2 separate regions of the Sus scrofa genome follow, and region 1 is linked to region 2. The links are chromatin contacts, called in public HiChIP or PLAC-seq maps. All regions are on one chromosome and are shown on one strand. Each heading gives the region's core, a stretch centred on a gene start, on an enhancer-like site or on the middle of the called end of the contact. The rest is flanking DNA. Distances are from core to core; before and after follow the strand shown.

Evidence for each region. HiChIP or PLAC-seq counts read pairs in DNA pulled down with a chosen protein or histone mark.
Region 1: an H3K27ac HiChIP or PLAC-seq map of alveolar macrophages shows a contact between it and region 2. The contact joins two enhancer-like sites. A contact is called at or near these places in 1 of 47 Hi-C or Micro-C datasets (epiblast stem cells) and 1 of 2 datasets of contacts at active chromatin or transcription factors (alveolar macrophages).

The regions. Positions count from the first base shown.
Region 1 is chr13:147,131,099-147,136,896 of Sscrofa11.1, forward strand. No RefSeq gene overlaps it. Among named protein-coding and RNA genes, the nearest start is that of CCDC80, 69 kb to the right of the region's middle. Within about 2 kb of position 3,618, at least 2 of the 83 cell types and tissues checked have an H3K27ac peak or open chromatin away from gene starts, as enhancers often do. A contact at or near this core is called in alveolar macrophages, where this site is marked.
Region 2 is chr13:146,999,315-147,005,611 of Sscrofa11.1, forward strand. No RefSeq gene overlaps it. Among named protein-coding and RNA genes, the nearest start is that of CD200R1L, 22 kb to the right of the region's middle. Within about 2 kb of position 2,042, at least 3 of the 83 cell types and tissues checked have an H3K27ac peak or open chromatin away from gene starts, as enhancers often do. A contact at or near this core is called in alveolar macrophages, where this site is marked.

The sequences.
Region 1 (5,798 bases), core at 2,368-4,867, 130 kb after region 2:
GTGTAGATTGTGTGTGTCCAGTATTTTTGGTATGAGGGCCGGTTTCATTATGAATGCCAAGCAGAGTGTGCTGACAGTTATCCCCTTTGATAGGGTGTGTGGTTTTTGTTGGGGCGTTTAAAGTCTGTGCAGAATATGAGGTGGGACTTACTCTCTGCTCCCTGTTTCTGCACTGTCAGGGGTGGAGTCTGTTTTCTGATTGTTAGTATAGAAGCTCTGGGGGTCAGGTTTGATCAGGCTCCACTCCCCATGACTGCAAGCCCTGCCCCAAAAGAGGTGACTGCTGAAGAAAGCGAGACCCATGGGGCACGGAGGACCTATCCGCTACCTGTGTAGGCATCTGCAGCTCTGCTCAGAAGCAACCCAAGGTCATGTCCTTTTCTTTGTTTTGTTTGTCACAGATCTAGTGCAAGAGTAGGCTGGGGTTGTGCATCAGGGCATTGCGGCTGCAAGAATTGAGGTTGCTGTGCTGCTGCTTAAGCTCTGGGTTGCCTCTGTGTCAGACCTCACCCAGGGTCTGTCTGGACCCCAATTCAGTGCTAAGCCTCCACATCCTGTTGTGATGCTGCCTGGTGTGTGCTATGACAATGGGCTTTGCAGCTCCACCTGGATCACCCCTAAGGCCCTCCAGGCTATTTCTGTGTAGCTAGATTGAGTCCTCTCCCAGGGACTTTCTACCAGAGAGTCAGCCAGGACCTAGTTACTGCACATTCTTTCAACCCACTGTGCCATGAATGCACTGATAATGGTCTCTGCGGTTCTTCCTGAACCACATCCCAGGTACTCTGGTCTGTCTTTACACAGCTAGACCAGATCTTTGTCCAGATCTCGTGCTGGGCTGTGGTGTGGAGTGAGCCAGGCCAAGATGTTTGCCCCTTTGGTTTGTGAGGTGTGGTGAGGCAGCAGCTGCAAATGCAAAGCTCTCTCCGCCCTGATTGTTGGCAAGCCAGTGTGCATACACTCCTCACGAGTAGAGTCTAGACTTCTTTGGCCCTTTTATCTGTATCTGCAGATTTCCTAGTAGGCAAGAGAGGTTGTCTCCTCTGCTCGGGATCCCAGAACTGGGGTTCCTAGATTGTGGGTCAGTCTGCTCATTTCTCAGGGTGAGAGTCCTCCCCTCCCTGCATGGACATTCTCTTCTTTCACTGATTCCTTCCAATGCAACCAAGGGCATAGGTCCCAATTCAGTGCCCCCCCCCCTTTTTTTTGATGTCCTACCCAAACAGTTCTTACAGTTTTGGTTGTAAAGGAGTTCTTGTTCCAATTTCCAGTTAGTTTTCCATGAGAATTGTTCCACATGTAGATGTATTTTTTATGTGTTTTGGGGAAGAGGAGAGCTTCACCTATTCCTATTGTGCCATTTTGAGCATGCCCCTCTGCCATGAGTTAAGTTTTATTCAGAGATTTTACTGAGGAATATAGCCTGGGAGAAGCCTCTCACAGAGGTCTAAGAAACTGCTCTGAAGAAGTGGAGGAGCAGACAGGGTATATAGGAGTTTTTGGTTGGAAGAAAAACATGTAATCAAACATCAAAAGATTACTGCTAATCACAAAGAGCAAACATCTTAAGTTAATGATTTTAGAGCTTTTCTATGTATTGGAAGATGCTATAGTCTGGGCTCACTGAAATTATTCCTTAGATATGCATCATGACTATTTAGGGCCAGTACTGAAAGCACAATATGCTTCTTATTTTTCTCCATCCTGAATTTTCCTCAGGATGCACCCACCATCAATGGGCAGCTGCAGCAGATAAGAGCTTAATCCTTATAGACCTGGGGTGGCAGGCAACATTCCTTGTCCACAGATTGCTAGAGCACTTTGCTAGGGTACTGCAGCACCAGTGTTGATCAGCAAGATGATCTTCCTGGCCAGGCCAATTTACATTCCCAACAGTACATGAGGATTCCCTTTTCTCCATATCCTTGCCGATGCCTATTATTTGTTGTCTTTTTACAACAGCCATTCTAACAGCTATGAGGTGATGTCTCATTGTGGTTTTGATTTGTATTTCCCTGATGCTTAGTGAGGTTGAACATCTTTTCATCTGTCTGCTGGCCACATGCATGTCTTCTATGGAGTAATGTCTACTTGGGTTCTATCAAACTAAAGAATTTTAAAGTATTTATTAATTTATTAAAAATAATAACAAACACATTAGCAAACACATTACATATTAAACAACACATTAGCAAACACATTACATGTTAAACAACACATTTAATTAAGAATATAAATATCTCTCCCCAAAAAATGTATTGGGAGAATGGCATTGTTTTACATCTTTGCATATCTCATGTCTCCTTCAGAATTCAATCTATTTTAAGAGGATGCTTTGGTTGAAGCATATAAAAAGGATATAGTCTCTCACAGATGGGTACTTAGAAATAGTTGACCTCGTGAGCCCCCTAAAATAGTCTTGGGAACTTCCAGGACTCATCAACCATCTTTTTGAGATTCTCTTACTTCAAGTTATGACTTCCATATAGTCATTTCGGACTTTACATGCTGACTAAGAGGTAAAGAAGAGTTCACTTATGGGAGGAGTAATTGGCACTGATTACCAGCAGGAGATAGGAGATAGGATTGCTAATATTTAATGTCAAAAGGGAAGAACATATCTGGAACTCAGGAAATCCACTGGGTCATTGGGTCACTTTTTATTGATTTTGTAATGGTAATAATCAAGAACAGAAAATTTAAGCAGTCTCAGTCTAATAAGACCATAGTAATCAAAAGTTCAGACTCCTCAGGAATGAAGGTCTAGGTTACCATACCAAGCCAAACTACTTAACAAGTGGTAGACAATGAAGACGATAATTATCCCTTATAACTTTAAGGCCAACAGTACCAGGGAAAACTGTATCTTGCCCCACCAACCTTACTGTTGTCTTCTTTCTTTTCTCTGTTGAAGTTCTAATGAATGACTCATCTTGAAGAATCAATGATACGACTGAGTCAACTAAACATAGGGCCCAAGGGGATCTGAATGATGCAGAGTGGCCTGCAGCAGACACAGGTGGAACCTAACCCATGTCCCCTCAGCACTCATCAGTTTCTTACACATTGATGGCTTTCTCCTTTGAGCCCCTGACCCTCAAGCCACTCACCTCCACGCAAGTGGAACATTGGAAGTGCTTGTGGGGAGATAATGCCCCTGGAATATCCCTCAAACAATGATGGCAGGAGTTGGTAAATAAATACCCTAGCTCCTCACACCTTAATTGAGGTCACCTAAGAAGATTCTGCGGTCACCCAGTTGCCACATTAGTAAATTGCTCATTATCACAACCTCTTACTTTTCTCTCTGTTTCACTTCCCCATTGACCTACCTGTGATGCATCTGATATGACCTCAAATAAATAGAATCCAACTCAAGACAAACTCCTACCCACTGAAACTGATCTGACCTTAGTATCATTACATTGGTTATTCCAATACTGATGGACATACATTGTTACATATTCTAGTAAAAGTGTGCACAATGGTTTATATGCTACTCCTTCCACATAATGGTTTAAAGTTGCAGCAGCCATAAATGTGAATAAATTAATGTGATGTATAAACAGAAGGCAGTGGGTGGCTGAATGGGGTGACTAAATGGGTGGGGATGATATTTTGGAACAGGAGGGACTTTCTTACTCTGTTGTGGGTGGGAGTGACCTTGGCATGTGGATGGGTTACTTCTTGTGATACTTCTCCTTTTTATTTTTAGTCATCTTACTTCTAATGTGTTAGCATCCTGATTCTGAATATGTTTAGAAATTGTTAGAGTTTACTGAAAAAAACAAAATTATTTTCACTAACAGTCTATGTTTGGCATCAGAAATATGTTTTCATTTGTTTCTTCTTGTGACACTCTGTTTTTATAAAGAAATGTATATTTGGATTTCAACTAGAACTCTTTGAAGCCAAGAATAAAACAGATATTCTGTAGTATTATATCTATTCTTCTGGGTTAAAAAAAAAAAAGTGTATGTTTGGTTAAGAAATAGAATATGGAAAATGGCTTATAGAATTGTAGTTAAAAGCCAGATTTAAAAGTTTGAAATAATAACTATATATGCATTTGTGAGGAACAGTATTTATATGATATTAGTTTCAAGACGACATAATTGATATGCTATCCTTTCTACTAGTTTTAGAAAAATTAAAAGTATTCCTAAATAGTTTTTTCCATTTTTATCATGATCATAATAATTTGGGAAATTGGTTTGAATGCAGATTCCCGGGTGCCACACCAGACTTACTGAATCATAATACCTTAAGGCCTAGGAATATGCATTTTATGTAGTCTTCCTCGGTGGTTCCATTTTTTTTTTTTTTTTTTTTTTGGCACATGGAGGTTCCCAGGATAGGGGTCTTATCAGAGCTGTAGCTGCTGGCCTACACCAGAGCCACAGCAACGTGGGATCCAAGATGCATCTGCAACCTACACAACAGCTCACAGCAACACCAGATCCTTAACCCACTGAGCAAGGCCAGGAATCAAACTCGCAACTCATGGTTCCTAGTCGGATTCGTTAACCACTGAGCCACGATGGGAACTCCTTCCTTGGTGATTCTAATGTAGAGGGTTCCTTAGTCAGACTTTGAGAAACACTTCCAGAGATGGGATCTCCTGAATAGAACTTGAATTAAACTCTTACGCTGACAGTTACTGAAAGCCTAAGAAGGAATTCCAAAGGGGCCAGAGTTTACAGTGGTGCTATACATAGTGAGGCCAATAGTGAGGAAGTTAGAAACCTGAGCAGGATCACACATGAAGCTGGATCAGCCTCTGGTAAACAGCTCAGATGTTAGGATTAGGTCTGCGAACCCAGGCACCAGCTACCTGCAGCACAATTATGTACTTTGAGAGTCAGATGAATTTTACTTATTGATATGTTCTCTGCTCATGTTCTTACTGTTCTCCCTTGACATATAACAAAGTCCTCTTTAAAGTTGTAGCTTGACTGTATTACATCTGGCCTTAAGAGAAAATTCATATATCTCTAAGGTTAAGTGTAGTGGTGGTTACAGTATCTTACTTCCAAGAACTCCATATAGAAGAGTGAGATCCTTGGGAAAGTATCAATTAGTTACCCGTCTCTGGCTAATCAATGAGAGTTATGGGTTTTACTTTAGTAAAATGTGTGTTTCCTTATCAGCTTCTAATAAGGATTTAAAGCCAACTTTCAGCTCTGAATAATAGACAACTCCAGGTAAATTGATTTAAACAATAAGGAAATGAATAAATCTGTAGGTAGGATGGGCTTCAGGAATGGCTGATTTAATGATTGAAAAATCTTCAAACATGAAAGTATTTTCAATCTGCCTTTGTGTCACACCTTTTGCTTCAGCTTAAGATTGGTTTCTCTTGTGTTTATAAGAGGGGTCATTAGGAATCAAGGTGATACGCTTCTTTTTTCATGTCCAGCAGGAGAGAGTGATAGCATCTTTTCCAATCATGAAATAAAAGTCCTTCCCTTCTGTCTGTGTAAAAGCAGGTCATATATCCCAGCCCTGGACCATAGCTGTCACAAGAAAGAATACCATGAGCTGATTGTCCTAAGCCTGGATTCTGGAACAATCACCGACAATGAGAATGGAATTACCATTTGTCAATCAGGAAGCACTCACCCATTAACTGGAGATAGGGTCAGATTCCCCTAAGTAATATGGACTGAAAAGAAGAGGAGTGGTAGATAACCCAAGAAATATGTGGAATCTATTTGGAGAATATAGAAGAAATGGATACTAGAGAGGCAATCAGTGATCCACTGTACTACATTACAGGGTTTCCACTTAAAGTTTAA
Region 2 (6,297 bases), core at 792-3,291:
CAACATGGTGACCCAGTTACACATACATGTATAGATTCTTTTTTCTCACATTATCATGCTCCATCATAAGGGACTAGATACAGTTCCTAGTGCTACATAGCAAGATCTCATTGCTTATCCATTCCAAAGGCAATAGTTTACTTTTAATTACTTTCTGTCTCAGTATTTTCTGAATTAATGTGCACACTTCTAGAGGTAGAGATAATGTTTGATTTCTCTCATAAGCCACACAAGTAACCAAATAGATACACACATGCACACACACACAATACAATGCAAGGGAAGGGGAGAGAGAGAGAGGAAGGACTTCATCAAATTTACAAGATTTTTTGCAGCAAAAGAAACCATTAAAAAAAAAGACAACCTATGGAATGGGAGGAAATAGTTGCAAATGATGGAACTGATGAGGGCTTAATCTCTAAAATATACAAAAAACTCATACAACAGCAAAAACCCCCAAAAAACCCAATTGAAAAATGGTCAAAATATCTTAATAGACGTTTCACCAAAGAAGACATATAGTTGGCCAACAGGCACATGAAAAAAATGCTCAGTATCACTAATTATTAGAGAAATTCAAATGAAAACTATAATGAGGTACCACTTCACACTGGTCAGAATGGTTATCATTAATAAGTCTACCAATAATAAATGCTGGACAGTGTGGAGAAAAGGGAACCCTCTTACACTGTTGGTGGGAATGTAAATTGATAAAACCACTATGGAAAACAGTATGGGAATACCTCAGAAAACTACATATTGAACTAACATATGATTCAGCAATCCCATTCCTGGGCATATATCCAGACAAAACTTTCATTGAAAAAGTTACATACACCCCTGTGTTCATTGCAGCACTACTCATAATAGCTAAGACATGGAAACAATCTAAGATGAATGGGTTAAGAAGATGTGGTACGTATATACAACAGAATACTACTCAGCCATAAAAAGAACAAACTGGTACCACTTGAAGCAACGTGGATCAAACTAGAGACTCTCATACTAAATGAAGTAAGCCAGAAAGAGAAACACAAATACCATATGATATCACTTATATGTGGAATCTAAAATATGGCACGGATTAATCTATCTACAGAACAGAAGCAAACTCATGGACATAGAGAACATACTTGTGGTTGCCAAGGAGGAAGGGGAGGGAGTAGGATAGACTGGGAGCCTGGAGTTAGCAGATGCAAACTATTGTACTTGGAGTGGTTAAAAAATGAGGTCCTGCTGTATAGCCCAAGGAACTATATCTGATCACTTGTGATGGAACATGATGGAGGATAATGTGAAAAAAAGAATGTATGTGCATATGTATGTATATGTATGCATATGTATGTATATGTATAAAACTGAATGTGAGTGTGTATATATGTAATATATATATATAACGAGTTTGCTGTAAAGCAGAAATTGATAGAACATTGTAAATCAACTATAATAAAAACATTTTTAAAAATTTACACTAGCTCCTGCTGTGGCCCAAAGGGATTGGCATCATCTTGGGAGCACTGGGACATGTGCTTGATCCCTGGCCTGGCACAATGGGTTAAATATCTGGCATTACCACAGTTGTGACTTAGTTCGAGGCTGTGGCTCAGATCCAATTCCTGGCCTGGGAGCTCCATATGCTATAGGGCAGCCAAAAAACAAAATACAAACACAATAAAAGTTTTAAAAAAATTTATGGGGGCGGGGGGAAGGAAAACTACCCATGAAAAGATCTTGATTTCTATCCTAGTCCTACAGCTCTGTCATTAACCAAGTTAGAATAAGTTACTTAACTTCTCTGACTCTCTACTTCCTTATTTATAAAAATGAATACAATGCTATGTGCCTTAGAAGAATCATTTTTAACCTTATTCGGAATATAACTCTCAATAGACCTGATCTGAATAGTGGGCCAAATGTATATGCTTCTCAGGAGAGGAATAAATGTATAAAAGCACAAACCAGGAAGTCATTATCAGTCATTATCACCTCAACTCTCCAAACAGGAAATCTTTCTTTAATTCCTCATGCATGAGAAAAACAGTAGAGTACAGAAGCAGGGGATTTCTCAACAGTGCTTATGGGAGAGAGTGGAAGGAAAGACCAGAGCTAGGTATATGGTATGGTAGAAGAAAAACACAGAGGTAAGGACAGGAAAAAAAAAAAAAAAACAAAAGAGGATTCCCTTCAGAATATGTCTTCAGCTGGTGGAATACTGTTCACAATTTTTCTCCCTTTCATAGCTGGCAAGTCTGTTGGGAGTGGTGGAGGGAAGCATGAAAACTACTGGGCTAAAGTAGAGGAAACCATGATGAGAAGGGTATTTTAGATTGCTTTCCACCATAATTTTCTGTGTCTTTTAAAGTGCTCAATTTTATTATTTTTTTTCTAGTTTCCTTAGCTAACAATTTTAGAATAGTCCTTTCATGTTACGTATCTCTATCAAGCTTCCAGGTGATACTGTTGCTGCTCGTCTGTGATCATGCTTTGAGTAGCAAGTCTTTAAAGAAGTCTTGTTTTTTGAAAACGACACCTGTGATAATTTTTAGACTGCATTCTTGCACCATTTGCAAAAGAAAAAAAAAAAAAAGAGTCTAAGAACAAATTCACACATAAATGTAAATTTCCTGATAAGTGGGTATGTGCTATTTAAGCCATGTTAGGGGATTTTAAAAAAAAGTATTCTGGAGGCAGCATGATATAGAAAAGGCATAGTTCTCTGTGCTCCCTCTGTTAACTATAGCATCTTTGGGTTTAAATCTCTGCTCTGTCCCTTCAGAGGTAGATTCCTCATCTGTACAGTGAGTGTAGTCATTTCTCCCTGATAAGAGTTTGTGAGTACTCGATCTAGCATCTCACCAAGTGGATGTTCAATAAATATTAGTTCTCTAATCTCTTCCCTATCTTATATTTTGAAGAATCTATTTATTTATAAATAACTACCATTTTAAAACTTTTTTAAAATTATAGTTGATTTACAATGTTCCTTCAATTTCTGCTGTATAGCAAGGTTACCCAGCCACCCATACACGCCCATTCTTTTTTTTTTTTCCTAACCCAAGAGACCAGACACAGTTCCCTGGGCTGTACAGCAGGATCCCATCAATCATCCATTCTAAATACAATGGTCTGTACCTACCAACCCCCAACTCCCTGTCATCCCCCCTCTCTCCCCCCTCCCCCTGGCAAACTCAAGTCTTCCCTCCATGCCCATGATCTGTTTCTGAATAACTACCATTTTTACATTGAAGACAACTTTAATTTTTATCTTTTATTAATTCTTAGTACATTTTGACAATGCATTTTAATTATTAGTTTGCATTACTGTAAAAATTAAAACTAATAATATTTCATTTATTTTCAAAAAGTGTTTTAAGAGTGCTTTTGCAGTAAGGTACAGTGGTCTTCTTTTCAGATATTTTGGATTATCAAGGAAGTTTTGATAGAAGAATACTGGGCTTTAGGTTAAAATATCTGACTTTAGACTTAAAGCTGTGACTAAGATTACCAAGATGCCTGGAAGTGTGCTTTGTCTTTTATCCACCTTTGTGCTATTCATGGCACCTATCACAATGCTTCAAATATACTAATGAGGATATTTACTGAGCACTTACTACATCTGAGATGCTTTTCTAAGTATTCACCATGCATTCAATTATTTAATCATAATAATTCTAAGAGGAATATTATTCATATTTACAAGAAATGAAACTGAGCCACAGAGAGGCTAAGTGACATGTTTCACTATTTCTCAGCTGCAGATAATTTTTCACATTTAATCATCTCCAAAATGGTGTATGTACATCAGTCAGAGCCCCAGCAATAAACAAACAGCACACGGAGGAACTTGAGTCAATCAGAATTTCCTGAGGAGATAACTGAGTATATAAATAGATGATGGCTCTTGTTTGGGAAGAAATTTTGATAATCAGATCAGTTACTGCAAGTCTGCCTACTTATGGTTAGACTGCTGGTCCCCTACAAATATAAGGCAAAGCAGGCCACATATGATATATTGTTGCCCATCCAGTGGCACGTGCTTTGGACAGTCACTGTCCTGTTAACCTGAGATTCATTCTCAATGATGCAATCTCCTTTTGGAGCTCAAAAAATCTGTGCAGCTGGCTTCCCTGCAACAGTTTTGCCCACTGAAGTTCTATTCTTCCCCAGAAGTGTCAACCCTGGGGATGCTGTAAATGAGAACAGAAAAATCAGTTCAAGTTTAACATTTTTTTAAAAAAAGTTTCATCTGTGAATATTTATTAAGGATCTGTTTATAGAATTTGTTGGTTAAAGGCAGGGGCTCTAGAATCAGATTATCTGGGTCCAAATTCTGCCACAGCTGTTTCATAATTGTGTAACCTTGAACAGGTTCCTGTGCTGTATCAAACAAAAGAATGATACAAATTTGTAACATATTAATTATGTAACAGTAAGAAACAAGAAGTTCTGCCAGTTACTCATGATATGTTCTCTGTTGTAAGATGCATCTTGAGTTGGAATATCCTCCATTTGCTCCTCCAGATCAATTCTGCAATCTTTTCTGCCATTCTCTGGGTCCTAGGAGACTGTTTCCTTTTCCATATTAGGGAAGTTTCAGCTATAATCTTTCCAATCATTTTCTCTGGCCCTTTCTCTCTCTTTTATCCTTCTGGAACCCCTATGATTTGAACGTTGGTATGTTTAATGTTGTCCCAGAGATCTCTTAGACTCTCCTCAGTTCTTTTCATTCTTTTTTCCTTTATTTTTTTTTCTTGTGTCTGTGATTTCCACCACTCTGTCTTCCACCTCACTTATTCATTTTTCTGCCTCTGTTATCTTGTTGATTCCTTCTAGTGTGTTTTTCATTTCAGATATTAAATTACACATCTGAGTTTGCTTGTTATTTAGGTCTTCTAGCTCTTTGTAAAACATTTCTTGTAACTTCTCTGTCTGTGCCTCCAAGATCTTGGATCATCTTTACTATCATCACTCTGAATTCTTTTTCAGGTAGATCACATATCTCATTTAGTTGTTTTCATGTGTTACTGTCTTGTTCCTTTGCCTGAAAACTATTTCTTTGTCATCTCATGATGTCTAACTTTTTATGTTTATTGCACCCTTGACAGCAGGTATGTAGGTGCAGCAGCTGGTGCCTAGTCTTGGAGTTCTCAGGGGTGGTAGTGCCTCGCATGTACTCAGAGCATGTGATGGGAGCAGTGATATTATGCTACCTTCCCTGGAGCAGGGTGGTTGCTAGGAATGGGGTCCGTGAGAGAGTTGACAGTGGTTCATGGTTCCTGGGATTGCTTTTGTGGCAGGGAGGCAGCAATGGCTCCTGCGACCCCTCCTGCTTCTAGGTAGCTCTCAGGATAATTTTCCATTGTTGGCAGTGTCAGCAGGTGTTCCTGCATCCCTCCCTTTGTCAGAGAAGCTCTCAGGACTGCTCTCTGTAGCTGCAGGGGCAGGTGCCTTTCTGTAGTCACTCCCTTTGTTTGGCTAGTCTAGGGAATGTTCCCTGTAGCCCCAAGGGTTGGGGTGCTGCTCCCTATCTGTTGCTGAAAGTTTCTCTCTGCACCATTCTTGTGGTCCCTCCCCCTTCCATGCTGATTGCAGAGTGCTCCCTGTAGTTGCTGTGAAGTACCACGTGCATCAGTGGACCCCTCTCAGCTTCTTTGGCTAGCTGTGCAGTGTACACAGACTCTGTTGCTTGGTGGTTGGCAGGGATCCTGAGTTTGTGCTGTTCCTGAGATCACTCCACTGACCCTCTGTGCTTTTTGTGGCACCCAGGCAGTGTATGCTGTTTCCAAATTCATCGTTCCCCTTTACTGGGCCTTTTGCGGCTTTCCACCTGCCCACCAGGCCTTTTGCAACTCCCAGGGTCCTTTGTGCTATTTCCAAATTCACTTTCCACCCCCTAGGCAGATTACAGCTCTCCGCCCACCCACCAGGCCTTTTGCAACTCCTGGCACTTTTTATGCTGTTTCAGAAATAATTTTGCCAACTAAATGGGCTTTTCACAGCTCTCTGCCTACCCAGAAGACACCTTGCAACTCCCAGGATCATTTATACTGTTTCAGCAATAGCTTTAGCATATCCCCCAACCTGGCTGTTGACTGGGGTCATGGGGCCTGTGCTATTCCTGAATTCCCTCTGCCTCTTCCAAGGGTTCCCTTCACTTGCTCCACTTTCTCTGTAGCCTTAAGGGTGGTGGGCTGCTCCCCAGCATGCTAAATAGTCTCTACTTGAGGGTTGATCCTGGAGTTGGAGCCATTGATGTCTTGCAGCCTGAGAGCGCTAACAGGAGATAATAGTGATGGA